3 separate regions of the Sus scrofa genome follow, and all the other regions are linked to region 1. A link is a contact called in public promoter capture Hi-C data. All regions are on one chromosome and are shown on one strand. The core of a region is the stretch at or near the end of the contact, and the rest is flanking DNA. Distances in the headings are between cores, read along the strand shown. Region 1 overlaps ZNF438 (zinc finger protein 438). Region 2 overlaps ZNF438 (zinc finger protein 438). Region 3 holds the start of ZEB1 (zinc finger E-box-binding homeobox 1).

Evidence for each region. Promoter capture Hi-C pulls out the DNA fragments that hold promoters and counts their contacts.
Region 2: a contact with region 1 is called in a promoter capture Hi-C map of liver, with 4 times the contacts expected there. The contact joins two enhancer-like sites. A contact is called at or near these places in 1 of 5 promoter capture datasets (liver), 9 of 47 Hi-C or Micro-C datasets (alveolar macrophages, embryonic fibroblasts, fetal heart ventricle and 4 more) and 2 of 2 datasets of contacts at active chromatin or transcription factors (alveolar macrophages and skeletal muscle).
Region 3: a promoter capture Hi-C map of liver shows a contact between it and region 1, with 4 times the contacts expected there. The contact joins the promoter of ZEB1 here to the enhancer-like site in region 1. A contact is called at or near these places in 3 of 5 promoter capture datasets (fetal liver, fetal skeletal muscle and liver), 17 of 47 Hi-C or Micro-C datasets (alveolar macrophages, blood, brain and 11 more) and 2 of 2 datasets of contacts at active chromatin or transcription factors (alveolar macrophages and skeletal muscle).

What each region holds. Positions count from the first base shown.
Region 1 is chr10:41,768,014-41,771,480 of Sscrofa11.1, forward strand. The region is part of intron 10 of ZNF438 (zinc finger protein 438); the gene reads right to left. Among named protein-coding and RNA genes, the nearest start is that of ZEB1, 240 kb to the right of the region's middle. Within about 2 kb of position 1,313, at least 7 of the 83 cell types and tissues checked have an H3K27ac peak or open chromatin away from gene starts, as enhancers often do. A contact at or near this core is called in liver, mesenteric adipose tissue and omental adipose tissue, where this site is marked.
Region 2 is chr10:41,605,096-41,608,372 of Sscrofa11.1, forward strand. All of the region lies in intron 15 of ZNF438 (zinc finger protein 438), which reads right to left. It also overlaps the pseudogene LOC100519509. Among named protein-coding and RNA genes, the nearest start is that of ZEB1, 410 kb to the right of the region's middle. Within about 2 kb of position 1,571, at least 68 of the 83 cell types and tissues checked have an H3K27ac peak or open chromatin away from gene starts, as enhancers often do. A contact at or near this core is called in liver and omental adipose tissue, where this site is marked.
Region 3 is chr10:42,011,204-42,014,602 of Sscrofa11.1, forward strand. ZEB1 (zinc finger E-box-binding homeobox 1) reads left to right here and starts at 1,911. Exons shown (of 11, transcript XM_021064196.1): 1 at 1,911-1,968. The coding sequence starts at 1,911. ZNF438 (zinc finger protein 438) reads right to left here and starts at 3,188. Exons shown (of 19, transcript XM_021064197.1): 1 at 2,959-3,188. LOC110255584 (a long non-coding RNA gene) reads left to right here and starts at 3,277. Exons shown (of 5, transcript XR_002336134.1): 1 at 3,277-3,399.

The sequences.
Region 1 (3,467 bases), core at 63-2,562:
CAGCAGCTACAGCTCCCATTTGACCCGTAGCCTGGGAACCTCCATATGCCACAGGTGTAGCCCCAAAAAGACAAAAAAGTAAAAAATAAAAAAAATAAATTATATAATTAAAAATTTTCAAAGGAACTTGGATAAAAGGAATTTGATGCTGTATTTCATCTGGTCAGCATTAGGAAGAGTGGCTTCTGTTGTCTTTTAATAGGAGAGCTCACCATCACTCGCTCTCTGCTGGGACCTACCTGACTAATAACCATCAACTTGCCCTCCCAGAGCCTGGGTTTAAAACTGACAAAGCCTGAGCCATCAGCAGGCCACTTAAGATATAATTCTACTTTATATCATATCTAATGTTCTTAAGCTAACTGGAATCGTGGCTTAAAAAACAATAATAATAATTACTCCCACTCCATTACATTTACACTTGATACAATAGCAGATTTAAAATTTTGTGAACTGGGAGTTCACAAGAGGGCGTTCACCTTTTAGGAGTTCCCTTTGTGGCTCAGTGGAAACCCAACTAGGATCCATGAGGACGCGGGTCCAATCCCTGGCCTCACTCAGTGGGTTAAGGATCCAGCATTGCCGTGAGCTGTGCTGGAGGTTGCAGAAGTAGCTGGGATCCCGTGTTGCTCTGGCTGTGGTGTAGGCCGGCAGCTGTAGCTCCAATTCAACCCCTAGCTTGGGAACCTCCATATGCCATGGGTGCAGCCCTAAAATAAAAATAAAAAATTTGTGAACTGCAAAATGACATGGCACATCTCCACATTTATACTTGTGGAGGGCTCCTGTTTGGAGTTCTGGTCGCCTTGGTAATTCAGATCAATTCTCCCACCAAAAGCTAAAAAGGCTAAACAAAATATAAGTTTACATATTGGAAGGAAAAAACTCTGTAAATAATTATAAAAACTACGATGGTGCAAATTTATATAATCTTTCAATGGTTCAAATGTGAAATGCTATTAGGAAGTAGTAAAGTTGTGATAAATGTGTGGAGGTTACTGCATGCCCCGAAAGAGATCTACGGAAAAAAGACAGCTATTTTTGTGTATATTCTTCAAGTTTCTATGTTCCACCTTGTTCCACCTCTAAGAGATGTTAAGAGATATAATTCATAGTTCCATCTATGACAAATATCACCAGATCCTTTTTCTGCGACCAAACCACATAGCTCATTGTTAAAAGGATGATCGGAAGAGAAACTCAAACATATTCCAATGTGTGGAACTTTGGCAAGAGATACTTAAACTGGTGGAAACCTGCCGAAATACTTCACACGAGCCCTCCGTCACCCTCTATGATGCAATCTGCAACCTTTCCAGCCAACTCCCTTATTTCACTAGCCAGCCCTTGTCAACACTGAGGTAATAGAGCTGGAAAAACTCATCACTCCACTGGGATATTCAAATATCAAATTTTACTTCATTTGGTGAAAATTATACGGTTGCCAAAGAAAACTAATGCAAAGAGGGGAAACTATGAAAGGTTTGGAGCCATTCTTTTGTTGCAAAGAGCTCTTGGGAGGCCTCAAATCCATCTGCCACTGCTTAGGCATTCTTTTGTTGCTCTGACCCCTTCCTGCCCCACCCCTCAAGCATATGGGGCAGCGAGAAGGCTGGGGTGAACTCACCAGCCCAGGCTTCTGTGTTCAGCCAGCCCTAGTCTTATTCCCAAAGGTCCTCCTTCAGACTCTGCTCCTCCAGAAGGAGAGCTGTGTTCTACTGATGGCTGGACCTCCAAACCTAACCCCGTGTCCTGCAAAGAAAGTCTGACATCTACTCCACGGCAGGCACCGGATTAGGGATGAGAAATAGAGACATAATAAAGACACAGAAGGAAGTTCCCATTGTGGCACAGCAGAAACGAATCCGACTCGTATCCACGAGGATGTGGGTTCAACCCCTGGCCTCACTCAGTGGGTCAGGGATCCAGCATTGCCATGAGCTATGGTGTGCGCTGCAGATGTGGCTCGGATTCCGCGTTGCTGTGGCTATGGTGCACGCCAGCAGCCGTAACTCTGATTCAATCCCTAGCCTGGGAACTTTTATATGCCGCAGGTGCAGCCCTTAAAAAAAAAATCTAAAAAAATAAAAAATGAGAGAGATACAGACCTCACTCTCTGGACCCTCAAGGAAGGAAAATGATTTGGATACAGTTGCCTCAGCAGAATGGAGGAATGAAAAGCCAGTGAGCACAGCCCCATGGCCCGTGTTCTTTTCTCCCTAGACAATCAAGGCTTAGATGAGGAAGGAGAGAGCAGGCTTTCTCTTCAGAAATGTAAACGTGCGTCTTCAGCCCTGACCTTCCCAGAGTTCCACATTCACACCTTCAACCACCCATTCAATGCGTCCACTTGGAAGGAGTTCCAGGGATGAGTTGTGATGACTCTGAAGCCAGACTGCTTGGGGAGGAAGCCCAGCTCCATCACTACCCAGTTGGGTGGCTGACTGTAGGCAGGTCACTTTTAACCTCTCCATGCTTGTCTTTTCATGTGTAAAGCAGGGCTCTAGTGGTTCCTTGCACACACAACTGCTATGAGAATTAAATGAATTGATAAGGGTAAAAGTGCCTAAAACCCTGCCAAGTACACAATTCATGCTCTCACAGTGCTTATTGCTATGACTAGGACTGGTACTGCTGTTTCTAATCAGGCACCTAAAGCTGGTCCAAAACAGAATTCAGTGAGTTCCCGTCATGGCTCAGCAGTAAGGAACCCAACTAGTATCCATGAGGATGTAGGTTCGATCCCTGGCCTTGTTCAGTGGATTAAGGATTCAGCATTGCCATGAGCTGTGGTATGGGTCGAAGATGTGGCTCAGATCCTGCATTGCTGTGGTGTATGCCAGCAGCTACAGCTCCTATTCGACACCTAGCCTGGAAACTTCCATGTGCTGTGGGTGCAGCCCTAAAAAGAAAAAAAAATAAAATAAAATTCACGGTTTTCTTCCCAAACCCCTTTCTTCCTTCTCAGTAAAGAGCACCACTGTCCAGTTGTTTCAGCCCGGAACTCAAGAAGTCACCCTTCTTCCTCTTTCTCACACCCCAACTACAAAGCCCACACCAGTGGTTCGAGCTTCAAAAGTCTACCAGGGGGAGAGTGCCCGCTGTGGTGCAACGGGATTGGTGGTGTTTTTGCAGCACCAGGGCACAGGTTCCATCCTGGACCTGCACAGTGCGTTAAAGGATTGGACATTGCCAGAGCTTTGGCACAGGTCACAACCACAACTCAGATCTGATCCCTGGCCTGGGAACTCCATATGCTGCGGGCATCCAAAAAGAAGAAAAAAGTGTACGAGGAATTTGACCCCGTACTATTACCTCTCCAACCACTTCCCCTTAGCCCAGGCTCCCATCTTCTCTCCCCCAGGGGACAGCAAGCGTTTCCCATCTCCCCATTTTCAATTCTCCCCACTCTGACCCCACAGTTAACTAACTCTCCATCTAAGAAAACTGAAATCAGATGCCACTCC
Region 2 (3,277 bases), core at 321-2,820, 160 kb before region 1:
CCTAAAAGACCTAAAAGGCTCAAACTGTTTCCAAGTGTCTTAGCTGTGTTTTTAGAACAAAGCTCAAGAATATTTATAGAAAGACAAAAATATCCATCGCCCAACAAAGTAAAATTCAGGCTGTTTGACATCTAATAAAGAATTGAGCAAGTAATACAAAGAGGCAGGAAAATATGAGCCATAGTGTAGAAAATAGTAAGAACCGACCCTGAACTGACGACGATGTTAGAATTAGCAGCCAAGGTCTATTATGTATGTAGCTGTATTTTATATGTTCAAAAAGTTAAGTATAGACAAGAAAGATAAAAAAAGGCCCACATAAAAATTTCCAGATATAAACTATAATATAGAAGATAAAGATTACAATGCATAGGATTGTAAGCACATTAGACATGTCAAAAAAAGGTGGAGTGGCTATATCAGAAAAAGCAGATTAAAAAGTGAAGACTATTACCAAACATTTATAATTTCATAATTAAAAAAGGACAACTCATTCAAAGGACATAAAAATCCTAAATATTTATGTCCCTAATAACTGAGCTCCAAAATATATAAAGCAAGAACGGACAGAACTGCAAGGAGAAATACAGAATAATTAATAATAATAAAAGCAGTGGAGAGAAAATCACTAAGGACTCTGGGGATTTGAATGACCCTATAAACCAACTTGATCTAATTGACAGTTACAGAACATTCCACCCAAAACAACAGATTCCACATTGTTTGCAAATGCACATGACATCTTTTATTAAGACACCATATTCTGGGTCATAAAAACAAGACTCAATACACTTAAGAGGGTTCAAATCATATAAGGTATGTTCTCTGACCTCAGTGGAATAAAAGAAGCCAAAATAACAGAACTATATCTGGAAACTCTCTGAACATGGGTTGACTAAATCACGCACCTATAAATAACCTATGGGTCAAAGGAGAAATCAAAAAGAAAATTAGAATGTGTTTTGAACTGAATGAAATGCAAACACAACCTACCAAAATGTGTGTGATTCCATCAAAGCAGTACAGAGGGGGAAATTTAGAGCACTGAGCATCTACATGAGAAAAGACCTATTGGAGTGGCAAGTAAGAAAGTGGCGAGTAAGGAAGCATTGGCTCTTCTCGGGCTGCCTTCCCTGTTCAGGCCCTGGCCCTGGGCTTTTGTGTGCACAGAGCAGCAGCCGCCGCTGCTCCTTGCGGGGCCGCCTGACCCCAGATGCTGTCAGGCTTGTCCGGTGTCCGCCGTTAACCTCGCCGCGCGGCGGCCGAAGAGCGGGGCCGGGCGGGGCCAGCGGGCCGGGCCGGGCCGAGCGGGCAGGAGCGCCCCCGGGGTGGGGTGGGGTGGAGGCGGGGAGTCCCGCGGGGGTGGGGGGAGGGCCAGGGCGCGGAGTCGCGGAGGTGGGGTCACTGGTGTTGGCTCCGGGTGGAGGCCGGCCGCGAGGGGAAGGAGGCCGTGGGGGCGGCTCAGCGGAAGCCGCTCGAGTTGCGGAGCCGCGGCAACTCCGGGGGCCGGGGCCAGGGCTTTCCGGGCTTTGGTAAAGCGGCCACGGGCCTCATCTTCCGGCGGTCGCCAGAGTTTGTAATGATTGTTGCTGCCGCCGCCGTCACTGCCCCGGTTGCCATCTCCTCCTCCTCTTCCTCCTGGGCCGGGCGGATCCCCTCCCCGCTACCGCCTCCTCTTGGGCTGGGTCCGTGCTGTCTCCTCCCCTGGCGGAGCCGCTCCTGCAGCCGCCTCCTCATTCATCCTCGTGCAACATAGGCGGCACAGGCGCCAGGATGTCCAACCCAAGTGGTCTGCTGGGAAGCAGTCGCACGGGGGGGGGGGGGGAGGGGGGAGGGGAAGCTGGTACACAGTCTCAGGCCGAATGCACAGCTAGAAGGTTGGCTTTCACAAGTACAGTCAACAAAAAGACCTGCTGCAGCCACTGCTGCACCCCATGCTGGATATTCCTACCGTGGGTCTCATGCTGCTCATGCTTCAAACAAGTGGATCCATCTATTTCCTGGAGCATTTTCATCCTTGGGCCTTCTCATCATGTGTCCCTTTCTCAATGTGCACTTTTCAGTGTGTGTGTGTGTGTGCATGACACCTCTGTATGATCTTGGTACTGACCAAAAGATTTACAGAGAACTATGGAAGAAAGGAATGTTTGAACGCATGTCTCTGCAGACAGATGAAGATGAACACAGTATTGAAATGCATTTGCCTTATGCAGCTAAAGCCATGGAAAGCCATGGATGAGTTTACCATTATTCCTGTGTTGGTTAGAGCTGACTGAGTCAAAAGAACAGGAATTCAGAAAACTCTTCAGTAAATATCTAGCGGATCCTAATAATCTCTTTGTGGTTTTTTTTTTCTGATTTCTGCCAGTGGGGGTCAAAGGTTCTGTTACAGTTACTATGATGAATCCTAGGGGGAGATTTATAGATCCTGTGAACATCTAGATAAAATGGGTATGAGTATTATAGAACAATTAGACCCTTTCACTTGAAGAAATACCATCATACTATAATGTGGAAGACATCCCATTTGGGTATTATTAAGTGCTATCACAGAGCTACAGAAGAATGAACATGAGCTTCTCCTTTTTGAATTATGCCCAGTCAAGCCAGTATAGAAACTGGCCAGACAGATCAGTGAGTTAAGTAGCTGGAGCAAAGCTCTGAATCCTCAGGGATGCCACCTGCACAGACTCATTCTCTGTCCAGGGCCCCAACTGAACCCTTACCAAGATACTGGTCCTGGTTCGGGGGAATTCTGAAACTCAAACTAATAGAATTTTCTTCTCTTCTTTTTTAGTAGGTATCCTTAATTTCAGCTCATTAAAACAGTGCTTTATAGTTTAGAGCAGTGGAAGGAAGGCTGGCCTCAAAATATTTTGATCAAAAAAGGCAATGTAAAGGACCAGTTGTGGCTGTCAGTTTTTTGAAAGTAACTTGTTCTCATTTGTTTGCTTGTTTTATTTTGTTTTTGTCTTTTTTAGGGCTGCACCCACAGCATATGGATGTTCCCAGGCTAGTGGTCAAGTCGGAGCTGTAGCCGCTGGCCTACGTCACAGCCACAGCAACGCCAGATCTGAGTAGAGTCTGCGGCCTATACCACAGCTCATGGCAACGCCAGAGCCTTAACCCACTGAGCGAGGCCAAGGATTGAATCTGCATCCTCATGGATACTAGTCAGATTTGCTTCTGCTGAGCCATGATGGGAACTGCTGAGAGTAACTTGTAAAGCATTTACATATCCTAAATTTGCACTCTTTGCAGATGTGTGTGCCTATAC
Region 3 (3,399 bases), core at 661-3,160, 240 kb after region 1:
TAAGAAGGGAGGGAAAAATCACCACTTGAACCAAGCAAAGCAATAGCATCAGGGTTCTCACATGTGCAAGTTCGATTAATATGGTATTGAGGAAAGCCAGGACTGCCGGTATGTAAAATGATAATTAGAGTGATGATTCTAGGAGTTCCTGCTGTAGCACAGCAGGCTACGGATCAGGCATGGCCACAGCTGCGGCTCAGATTTGATCCCTGGCCCAGGAACTTCCATATGCTGCAGGTGAGGCCAAAAAAGAAAAAAAAAAAAAAAGATGATTCTGGTTTTGGCATTGGAGAATAGATATACAGACATAACGTATAGCAAAGAATATTTACAGTCACATCTCATGCAGCAATAATTAATGCATTCACGTCTCAAAATGCCAAAGCAAACGTGAGAGAAAATGTTCATCTATATTCAGGATTAAACTTTCTAATTTTAAATCACCAGACTTCAGCTATAAATTTATTTCAGTTGAAAGGTTGGAAAAGATTATTAATGAATCTTCTAAAATTGTGAAGAATGTTTAAAAGATTAACATCGTATAAAAAAAGTCCCACCATAGGTATGGCAAAAATTACAGGCATACATTTATTGAGCACCTACTATGTGACAGCACTATGCTGGGTGATGTACTGTTATTTCTAATACTCTGTATGCTACGTTTCACTTTCCACAATTTCCCTACCAACTTCTACAGTACAATTTGAAATACAGCTCAAGTCATTCATTCCAGAGACGGTCTCAAAGACATTTCCTCATTTGAAGGTGGGGAGGAGTGGAAAGCCAAGTCCTGCTCGATACTGAAAACTTGATTTTCTCGGTACTTGATGGTGTTATCTACGTTTCAGAAATCCCTTAAACTTGCCCCAAGTCAGAGACCTGACTTGATAAGACCGCAATCAATCCATCGGTCTCCAAGACAACGTCTCCCAGTCTGTTTCTTGCTGCAAGGTCTTCTACAGCGACAGTTGCCTATCCAGGTAGTAAGTCGTGGCCTGTTTATACCTTAACTCTACGTTTAGACGCCTCCGATCCGGCCCTTCTACTCATGGAGGTGGGGGCGGAGAGAGGAGGACTGGGGCCGGCTGGCGGCAGGGTGGGGGAAGCCGAGGTGACAGCAGGTGAGCGCGCCCAGCGAGGAGGAGGAAGTGAGACAGGCCGGCGTGGGGATTACTCATTCCGCTTTACCGCCGAGGTGACTCGCAAGCGGAACTTCTCGCCCCTCTTTCGGTCCAGCTGAACTTCTATTTAATTGAAGTCACTTCCCATCCCAGTTAGCGCAGGGAAAAACCGTGCATCGGAGGAGGAGGGGGGGACCAGAAGTCCGGGGCTCAGGTAGCCTCTCCCGGGGGGTAGCCTCTCGCTGCTCCGCGAACCTGCCTCCTTCTGATTCCGGAGAATCCCTGGGCGGCCCCGGGGTACGTGAGCCCCACCGGAGGAAGAGGGAGGACAGGTCACTGCGGCCATTCCGAAGGGCAGTCCCCAGGGCGCAGGATCCCGAGAATCAGCCAGAACCAAACATGCCCCTGGCGGCCGCGGCGGGTGTGGCCAGTCCAGAGCCTCCTCCTTTACCTTTCTCCCTCCGACGGCCAGTCGCCCTTCGTACCACGTCCGTATCGCTTCCCAGCGCCCCCGCCCCCCGCCCGCGACACCTGGGGGAACTTTTCTCTTGCCACTCGGTTCAAACTCAGCTGCTCCTCCAGCTGCCGCAAACCGTCCACTCCCTAGCAACAAGGTTCCGGCCGTAGAGCGAGCGGCTCTAGGTGTAAGGAAGGTGATGTCGTAAAGCCGCGAGTGTCGTAAACCAGGTGCGGTGGGGAGGGGGGAGGGGTGGAGGCGGAGGGGTTGGGGGGGAAGGGGGAGGGAGGGGGAGGTGGTGACTCGAGCATTTAGACACAAGCGAGAGGATCATGGCGGATGGCCCCAGGTGTAAGCGCAGAAAGCAGGCGAACCCGCGGCGCAATAACGGTGAGTGGCGGAGGGGACCGGGGAGCAGCGGAGTCAGGGGGAGCCGGGCGGCCGGGGCGCCCCCGGGGGCGAGGGGGGCGAGCCGGGCTGGGGGTGGCCGGGCAGGGACGGGCCAAGTGGAGTGGGAAAGTAGAAAGTAGTGCTCTCTGCCCCCCTCCGCGGCCGCCGCCGCCGGAGCCGCGCCGCGGCCGCTCGCTCTCCCTGAACCGTTATGTCTCTTACCTGGTCTCTCCGCCTAGCGGCTCCTGCCGCCCCTGCCGCCTCCCTGGACCGTTAGCCGCCGCCGCTGCCGCATCTCCGGCGCAGGGCGGGCGGCCGGGACGCGGCCGCCACTTTTCTGGGCTCGGGGGGAGCGGCTGTTGCTTCTTTTCACACTTTTCCCCACTCCTGTGCCCCTCGGCGCCGCCGGCGTTGCGTCCCCGCGGCGCCGAGGCCCCGGGAACCAAGGAACTAACTTGTGCCGGCGCTGCCCGGGCGGAGTGGCTTCCGCGGCCCCGGCTGGCGCGGTCGCTCGGGCCCCACGGCTCGGCCGGGCGGGCAGGCGGGCGGCGGCGGGACGCGGCGGCCGCGGGCTGCGTGTCGCCCGTGCGCGCGTGTGCGCGGGCGGCGCGGAGCGCGCAGCGGGCGGACCCGGCAGGGCCGGCGGCGGTAAAGTTGGGACGGGCCGGCGAGGCGCGCTCGGCGCGGGACAGGGTTTCGCGGCGCGGAGTCGCGGGTCCCTAAGCGCCCCTCCTCCCGGGGCGCCCCCCGCCGCCGCCGCGCCCCAAGTGGGTCCGCGTACCGCTGGGCGCCGGCGGGGGCGCGGGCGGGCCCCGAGCAGCGGCCGTGGGAGCCGCGGGGGGCAGCGGGTTGGCAGAGTTGTTACCTGGTCCCAGGGACCGGGAAGCACCACAGACAGATCCCCTCCCGGGAGGACGCCACCTCCGTGCCGGGACGGGGTGCAGTGCGTGTGTCTCCGGGGTTCTCTTTCGGTTTGGGGGAAGTTGTTACCTGGCCCGGACGCGCGGAGCGCTGAAGCCGGATAATGGAGCTCAGAGGGCTCTGGGTCTCGGGTGGAAGGAGGGTGGGGGAGGGGGCGGACGGACTGACGGACGCGGGGCGCTGCTGCCCGCGCTGCAGCCGCAGTGTTTATTGATTAGTGCTGATGTGCCCGGACGCACTCCCCTCTGCCTGGCGTGAGAGTTTAAATAATATTATTATTATTAATAATAGCGAAAGAGAGCGAGACCCGAACATGTGGCGGTGGTGGTTGCACAGTCGCCTTTTCCAGTTTGGGGAGACGGTGTAAGTTGGTTGCCTATCTGCTTATCTCGAGGCGATGCTGTGCCCGCTGGCTCCGCAGCGAAATGTCTGCTGCTTGTTATTGTCTGGACAGTTCCTGTAGCGAGAGGGCCGCGACTTGTGCGCCGCCCGGTACCTGTTTGGAGAATA